2 separate regions of the Mus musculus genome follow, and region 1 is linked to region 2. A link is a contact called in public HiChIP or PLAC-seq data. All regions are on one chromosome and are shown on one strand. Each heading gives the region's core, a stretch centred on a gene start, on an enhancer-like site or on the middle of the called end of the contact. The rest is flanking DNA. Distances are from core to core; before and after follow the strand shown. Region 1 overlaps Rab3ip (RAB3A interacting protein). Region 2 overlaps Cnot2 (CCR4-NOT transcription complex, subunit 2).

Evidence for each region. HiChIP or PLAC-seq counts read pairs in DNA pulled down with a chosen protein or histone mark.
Region 1: an H3K27ac HiChIP or PLAC-seq map of regulatory T cells shows a contact between it and region 2, with 2.8 times the contacts expected there. The contact joins two enhancer-like sites. A contact is called at or near these places in 2 of 484 Hi-C or Micro-C datasets (CD4 T cells and regulatory T cells), 6 of 115 datasets of contacts at active chromatin or transcription factors (cardiomyocytes, effector CD8 T cells, embryonic stem cells and 3 more) and 1 of 9 other capture datasets (adipose tissue).

Annotation. Positions count from the first base shown.
Region 1 is chr10:116,920,850-116,923,737 of GRCm38.p6, forward strand. All of the region lies in intron 4 of Rab3ip (RAB3A interacting protein), which reads right to left. Gm51782 (a long non-coding RNA gene) reads left to right here. Exons shown (of 4, transcript XR_003948947.1): 4 at 1,273-2,888. Among named protein-coding and RNA genes, the nearest start is that of Gm51782, 8.1 kb to the left of the region's middle. Within about 2 kb of position 1,527, at least 18 of the 459 cell types and tissues checked have an H3K27ac peak or open chromatin away from gene starts, as enhancers often do. A contact at or near this core is called in effector CD8 T cells and regulatory T cells, where this site is marked.
Region 2 is chr10:116,563,967-116,567,039 of GRCm38.p6, forward strand. The region is part of intron 1 of Cnot2 (CCR4-NOT transcription complex, subunit 2); the gene reads right to left. Among named protein-coding and RNA genes, the nearest start is that of Cnot2, 16 kb to the right of the region's middle. Within about 2 kb of position 1,470, at least 47 of the 459 cell types and tissues checked have an H3K27ac peak or open chromatin away from gene starts, as enhancers often do. A contact at or near this core is called in effector CD8 T cells and regulatory T cells, where this site is marked.

The sequences.
Region 1 (2,888 bases), core at 277-2,776, 360 kb after region 2:
GCGGGGCTGGGCCCTTGTCACCTGCTGCGCAGTCTTAAGACTGATCAGACTTAAGACAACTGAAGAGCCGACGCCTCTAAGCCAGCTTTGAAAGCCTGGAAGAGCTAAGGAAATGGTGAACACCAGAACCCAGGCCAGGATGAGCCCCAAGGTGAGGTGGGAAGTGAGGTGACCTCTCCGGCTTCAAGAGGGACCCTGATGATACACAGGAGCAGCTGATGTCCCCAGAGAAGGGGGCGCTAGCCTGAAGCATAAAGCGTCTGGCGTGGGTCTGCCGATCGACAGAACACCAAAAGGCAGCGTTTCTAGATGTGGGGCTGTTTTCTCTGACTGTCCCCAAGGTCAGGCGCCATAAGCACTGTGTACAGCAGGTGTCCTAAGCTGTCTCCACCGAGACTGAGCTTTGCCAAGAACATTTTACAATGCTGACAACGTCTTCTAGTACAAATGGCAGAAGTATGTTTAGGACCGTTTCAGAAACTGTTACAAACTCTGTCCCGCCCCAAAGCTAACTACATCAACTTTTAAGAAATATAACATTCATTAAATTTCTTGACAATTTGAGACGTGTCTGCAACGCACTCTGGCTATTTCCACCCCACGCCTGGCCTCTCTCCTCCCACCTGTCAGGGTTCCCTTCTAGTCTGACCTCTGACACCCGAGTCCTCTCTGTGACCAAGTTTTGAACTACCTATTGGAACTCGGTGCTCTCGCCTGTATACAGGTGGTACACAGGTAAAGACGATGACCTGTCCTCCTCGGGCCACCCGGGAGCCAGCAGTTCATCAGGGCGAGCTATGGTCCCTGAGCCCTCCCAGTCCACGCCTGACTGATGGTGGGCCTGGTCGTGTGCAGGCTGGGCAGGCGCCATGAAGGACGCAAATGCCGTCCTCCTCCTCAGCTTCTGGCTCTTACAGTTTTTTTTTTCCAAATCCTCTTTTTAATGATTTTCTTCTTTTAATAAAACTCAAGCAAACACTACAATCCACAATCTTTCTTTTTAAATTTTTTTATATTATTATTTTGTGTGTGCCATGGCATGCATGTAGAAATCAAAGGAGAACTTGCACAAGTTAGCTCTGTATCCCACACGGGCCCCAGGGATGGAACTTGGATCAGGCTTGGCCACAAGGGTCCTTACCTGCTGAGCCACCTTGCTGACCCTAAAACAGCAATTTTAAAAGTTCAAACTTTTCATATATACTCTCTGAGGAATGAGTGAGGCCGTATTATAAATCCTGTCTCAGTAATTAGACCTGTGTGTTTCTACAGGAACAGAAAACTGTACACAGGAAAGCCACGGCAGCTCCTAACCAACTGAAGTCCTGCATCTGGGCCTCCTGCCACCTCTCAGGCCATGTTCACAGGTGGTGGAGCGCGCAGAGCAGAGTGAGAACCACGGCGGTGGTGGGGCCGTGTGAAGACTGGCGTCAAACACTTGAGATCCATTAGTGCTTGGCTTCAAGCTCCCCTCTGGTTGCTGTACACAGAAGCCGCTGCTGTGCCTCCCACGCCCAGTCGCACAGCCCGTTTATGGAGCCGGGATGTGTACTAGGAATCACCCACCGCTGTAAAGGGCCAAATGGCACTCTTGCATCTCAGGGCCACACACAAACAGTTTCTGTTACCGTAATTCAACTTTGTTTTTTACAGTGTGGAAGCAACCAGAGGTAATACACGAATGAACTGCCTGTCTCGGTAAAAACAGAAAGTGAGACTTTCAATTAAAAACCAAACCCATCCCCACCTCACCTCGCCCTTGGTTTTTGGTGGTGGGCACACCTGAGGTCTACTTTTCAGTGCACTCCGGCACCTGACTCAGTCCCTGTGCACACACACTGACCTCCTACCTGCCTGACAGCTCCTACCCTCAACCAACACCTCCCCCACCCCTCAGCCCACCCACTGTGTCCACGGGAAAGGGAAACCCTGAAATCCTCCTGCTCGCTCCCGCACCATCATCTACAGTGCCTCACACGGTAAGATTGTAACTTCAACAGGTGTTGTGTGTGTGTGTGTGTGTGTGTGTGTGTGTGTGTGTCTGTCTGTCAGTCTGTCTGTCTGTCTGTCTGTCTCTCCGTCCGAGGACAACCATCAGGACCGGCACTCCTCTTCCCCCACAGGATCCGGGGACTGAACTCTGGTGGTGAGCTGGCACAGGAGACCCCTCTACCGGCTGAGCCCCGTCAAGCTGGTCTCCCTTTTTAAAAGCTAATGTTACATAAACACACAGCACGCCTCAGCCTTAGGCGTTCCCTGCTGAATACACTGTGCTCACATCGGGCTTGGGACAATACAACAGCAATGAACATGAGAATACAGATAGCAAGAATTTTATTTCCTGGGCTGGAGAGATGGCTCAGCAGTTAAGAGCATTGACTGCTTTTCCAGAGGTCCTGAGTTCAATTCCCAGCAACCACATGGTGGCTCACAACCATCTGTAATGAGATCTGATGCCCTCTTCTGGTGTGTCTGAAGACAGCAACAGTGTACTCAGATACACTAAATAAATAAATAAATAAATAAATAAATAAATAAATAAATATCTTTATTTCTTTGATGCAGACCCCACACAGGACTGCATGCTTCTAGTTTTTGTTGTTGGTTTTTTTTTTTTGGCCTGGGTTTTTTGTTTGTTTGGGAGGGTTGTTTGTTTGTTTGTTTGTTTGTTTTTTAAAGCCAAGGTCTCACCATGTAATCCTGGATGTCCTAGAACTCGCTCTGTAGACCAGGCTAAGCTTGAGTCCAAGATCTGCCTGTCTCTGCCTCCTGAGTGCTGGGATGAAAGCGTGTGCCACTACAGTGGCTCTCTCTTTAATTTTTTAAAGGAGAAATCGCCATTCTTTTGTCTGTAAGAGTCATACCAACAGCACCACACCTCACCAACA
Region 2 (3,073 bases), core at 220-2,719:
TACAAATATATACACATATATATTTCCTAAATACAACCTGCTCAGTCTATATAACACTACTCACATGTATGTTTTCACGGCTGACCATCTGGTATTGGGAGCCAATTAGTGCGCTCTTCCTGGAGAAAACTAACACTCTCACACACACACACACACACACACACACACACACTCTCTCTCTCTCTCTCTCTCTCTCTCTCTCTCTCTCTCTCTCTCTCTCGGCATTCCTTGGTGACTTGTAGTTCTGTGTCTGGCAGACTTTGCATGTCTATTGTTGCTGCCCTTCTCAGCTCATGTGGAGGCAGTCATGTTGGTGAGTATTGTAGCTTCAACCTTACCGGGAGACACAACCCCACTGGAGGAAAGCTCTTACAGTCAATCTTTCTGTCCCATCTTCTAAAATGTTCCCTGAGCCTTAGGTCAGGGAGTGCTTTGAGGTAGCCATTGGGACTGATTCCACAGCTTTCCACTTTGACGAGCTGTGCCTTTCTGTAGTGGTTTCTGTCTATTACAAAGAGAAGTTTCCTTGAGGACGACTCTGACTCCAGTTCTGAGGAGGCCCAGACATACTAAAGGCCTTTCTAGACTAGGCAGTGAGTTCATGGTCACTCTGAGCAACCGAATGAAACCTTGCTTCAATTTAAAAAAAAGTAAGAGAAGGCTGAAGATATAGCTTCATAAAGGGGTGTTTGCCCAACGTGTAAAGACTAAGATTCAATCCCCACGTTCAAATCCCAGTTCTACCAAACAAATAAGCAAACAAACACCTAATTCAACATTTAAAAAAAACAAAAACAAAGAAAAAAGGTAACAGAGTTGACAAGAGAAAGGTAAAGAAAGGGGCTCAAGCTAGCAAACTATGAAACTTGAGGAAATGGACAAATTACTAAAACATTATCAGGCTATCAAAATTGACAAAAGAAATAAGACAGTCAAAACTAGACCCATCACAAGTAAAGAGACCGCATTAACAACAGAAAATTTTCAAGAGGGAAGGCACGCGCCCAGAAGGCTTGAGTGATAGACTGGAAGAAAAAACTTAGTTTCACTTCAAACTATTCAAAACAAACGACTAGCCAGAAACCTTCTCACTAGCATCACTACCGTCAAGACGGCCACTGCCATGACATGGAAAGAAACTACAACTACGACGTAATATGAGCAATAAATGAGATGGGGTTATCCCAGAGACAGGACTTGCTCAACATACAATATTGTGCAATTTAATGTGCATTTTTAAATAAGGGACAAAACTCGCACATCATTAAAGGATATACAACTACAACCCTAACACTTGTAAAGCAAAGGCGGTGAAGGGACACCCTCGGTGGACACAAGATCCACTTTTTAAAATCGAAACCAGACCTAAAACCAAACCAACAACAAAAAATTTCCATCCAAAAGGGACATCCCCAAATCAGTAAAAAGTATTTACGAACGGAAGGCAGAGATAGGTTTGAGTGGGGGTGGGGGGTGAGGGGTAGTGCTTACCACTAAGCCTGAAGAGCCAAGTTTGAAAAGGTCCCTATGGCAGGAAAGTTGTGCTCTAATCTGCACATGAGCCTGAAGGCTTAGGTGTGCCCACATACACAAATAAACAAACAAATAAACAATGTGCTTCTTTAAAGTTATGGTTTAAAAAAAACATAGAAGCATAATGAACGGTGAAATAGTGAATGTTTTCCTTCTAAGAGCAGAGATGAGGCTGTCCACTCTTGCCACTACATGTGATCTTGTACTGAAGATCCTAGACAGAATCGTTAGGCAACAAAATGAAATAAGAAGTGCTGAGTCTGGAGAGGAGGTGAAAGCCTCTAGTTGCAGATGACATTATTAGATCTACAAAAAATCCTAAGGCGCTCACTAGAATAATGATTTTATAGCAGTTTCATAGCAGTGTGGATTTTCATAATCTTTAACTTATCAAAATGGCTTAAATGAGGACGTTCAATGGGGTACAAGGCATATAAACCAATATATAAAAAATCACATTTTCATGCAGCAATAACGAACCCCATAAAGAAAACAAGCAATTCCATTTCCCAAGCATCAGAGAGTAAAATACTTAAATTTCATACACAAAAATTATACTGTGAAAGCTGTACAAAATAATGGAAAGAAATTAAAAAACTATATCAACGAAAGTCACCCAAGTCTAAAGATGAGAAGTGGCAATACACCACAATGAGCTACAAGTTATACAGCAGCTGGCTCCTCGGCAAAAGCAGACAAGCGAATCCTAAGAGTCAGATGGAAATTCAAAAGATATATTGACCAAAACAATCTAGAAAAAGGACAAAGTTGGAGAATTTTCATTTTCAGTTTTCAAGCTTGTAGCATGGAAGCAAAAGATACTAGCATACGTAAGAGTACAGTAAAATAGAATTGATGGTTAATATAAACCTTCACGTTCATATTCAATTCATTTTGGAAAAAATGCCAAAATAATCCACTGGGAAGAAAAATTATCTTTGTGTGAATACATCTATGCTATAAACCTTGTACACTTTTTTTTTTTAAGATTTATTTATCTATTATATGTAAGTACACTGTAGCTGTCTTCAGACACTCCAGAAGAGGGAGTCAGATCTCCTTACGGATGGTTGTGAGCCACCATGTGGTTGCTGGGCTTTGAACTCTGGACCTTCAGAAGAGCAGTCGGGTGCTCTTACCCACTGAGCCATCTCACCAGCCCCCTTGTACACTTTTTACTACCCAATCCCTTTCTCATAACTTACGCATAACTGTTAGGTGTAGTAACACAAAGCCTAGATATTTTAACATACTTCTGACTTTTTTTAAAGTTTTTTTTTTTCCAAGTATTTACTGCTTCAAACAGAAACTCATTTGAAAAGCATTTCAGGGACTAGTTAAAACAGTACTAACAAAATGCAATCCAACGTTAAGTGAGTGAGTACAATATGGAATAATATTAATTAAAAAAAAGTTTGTTAAGCAAAAGGTCAGACATGAAAGAATATATCAGCTACAACTTCATCTGTTTGAAGCCTCTTAAAACAAAACTAATTCCCAGCAACTAGGAGCAAAGTACTGATTTCCTAGCTTATGAATG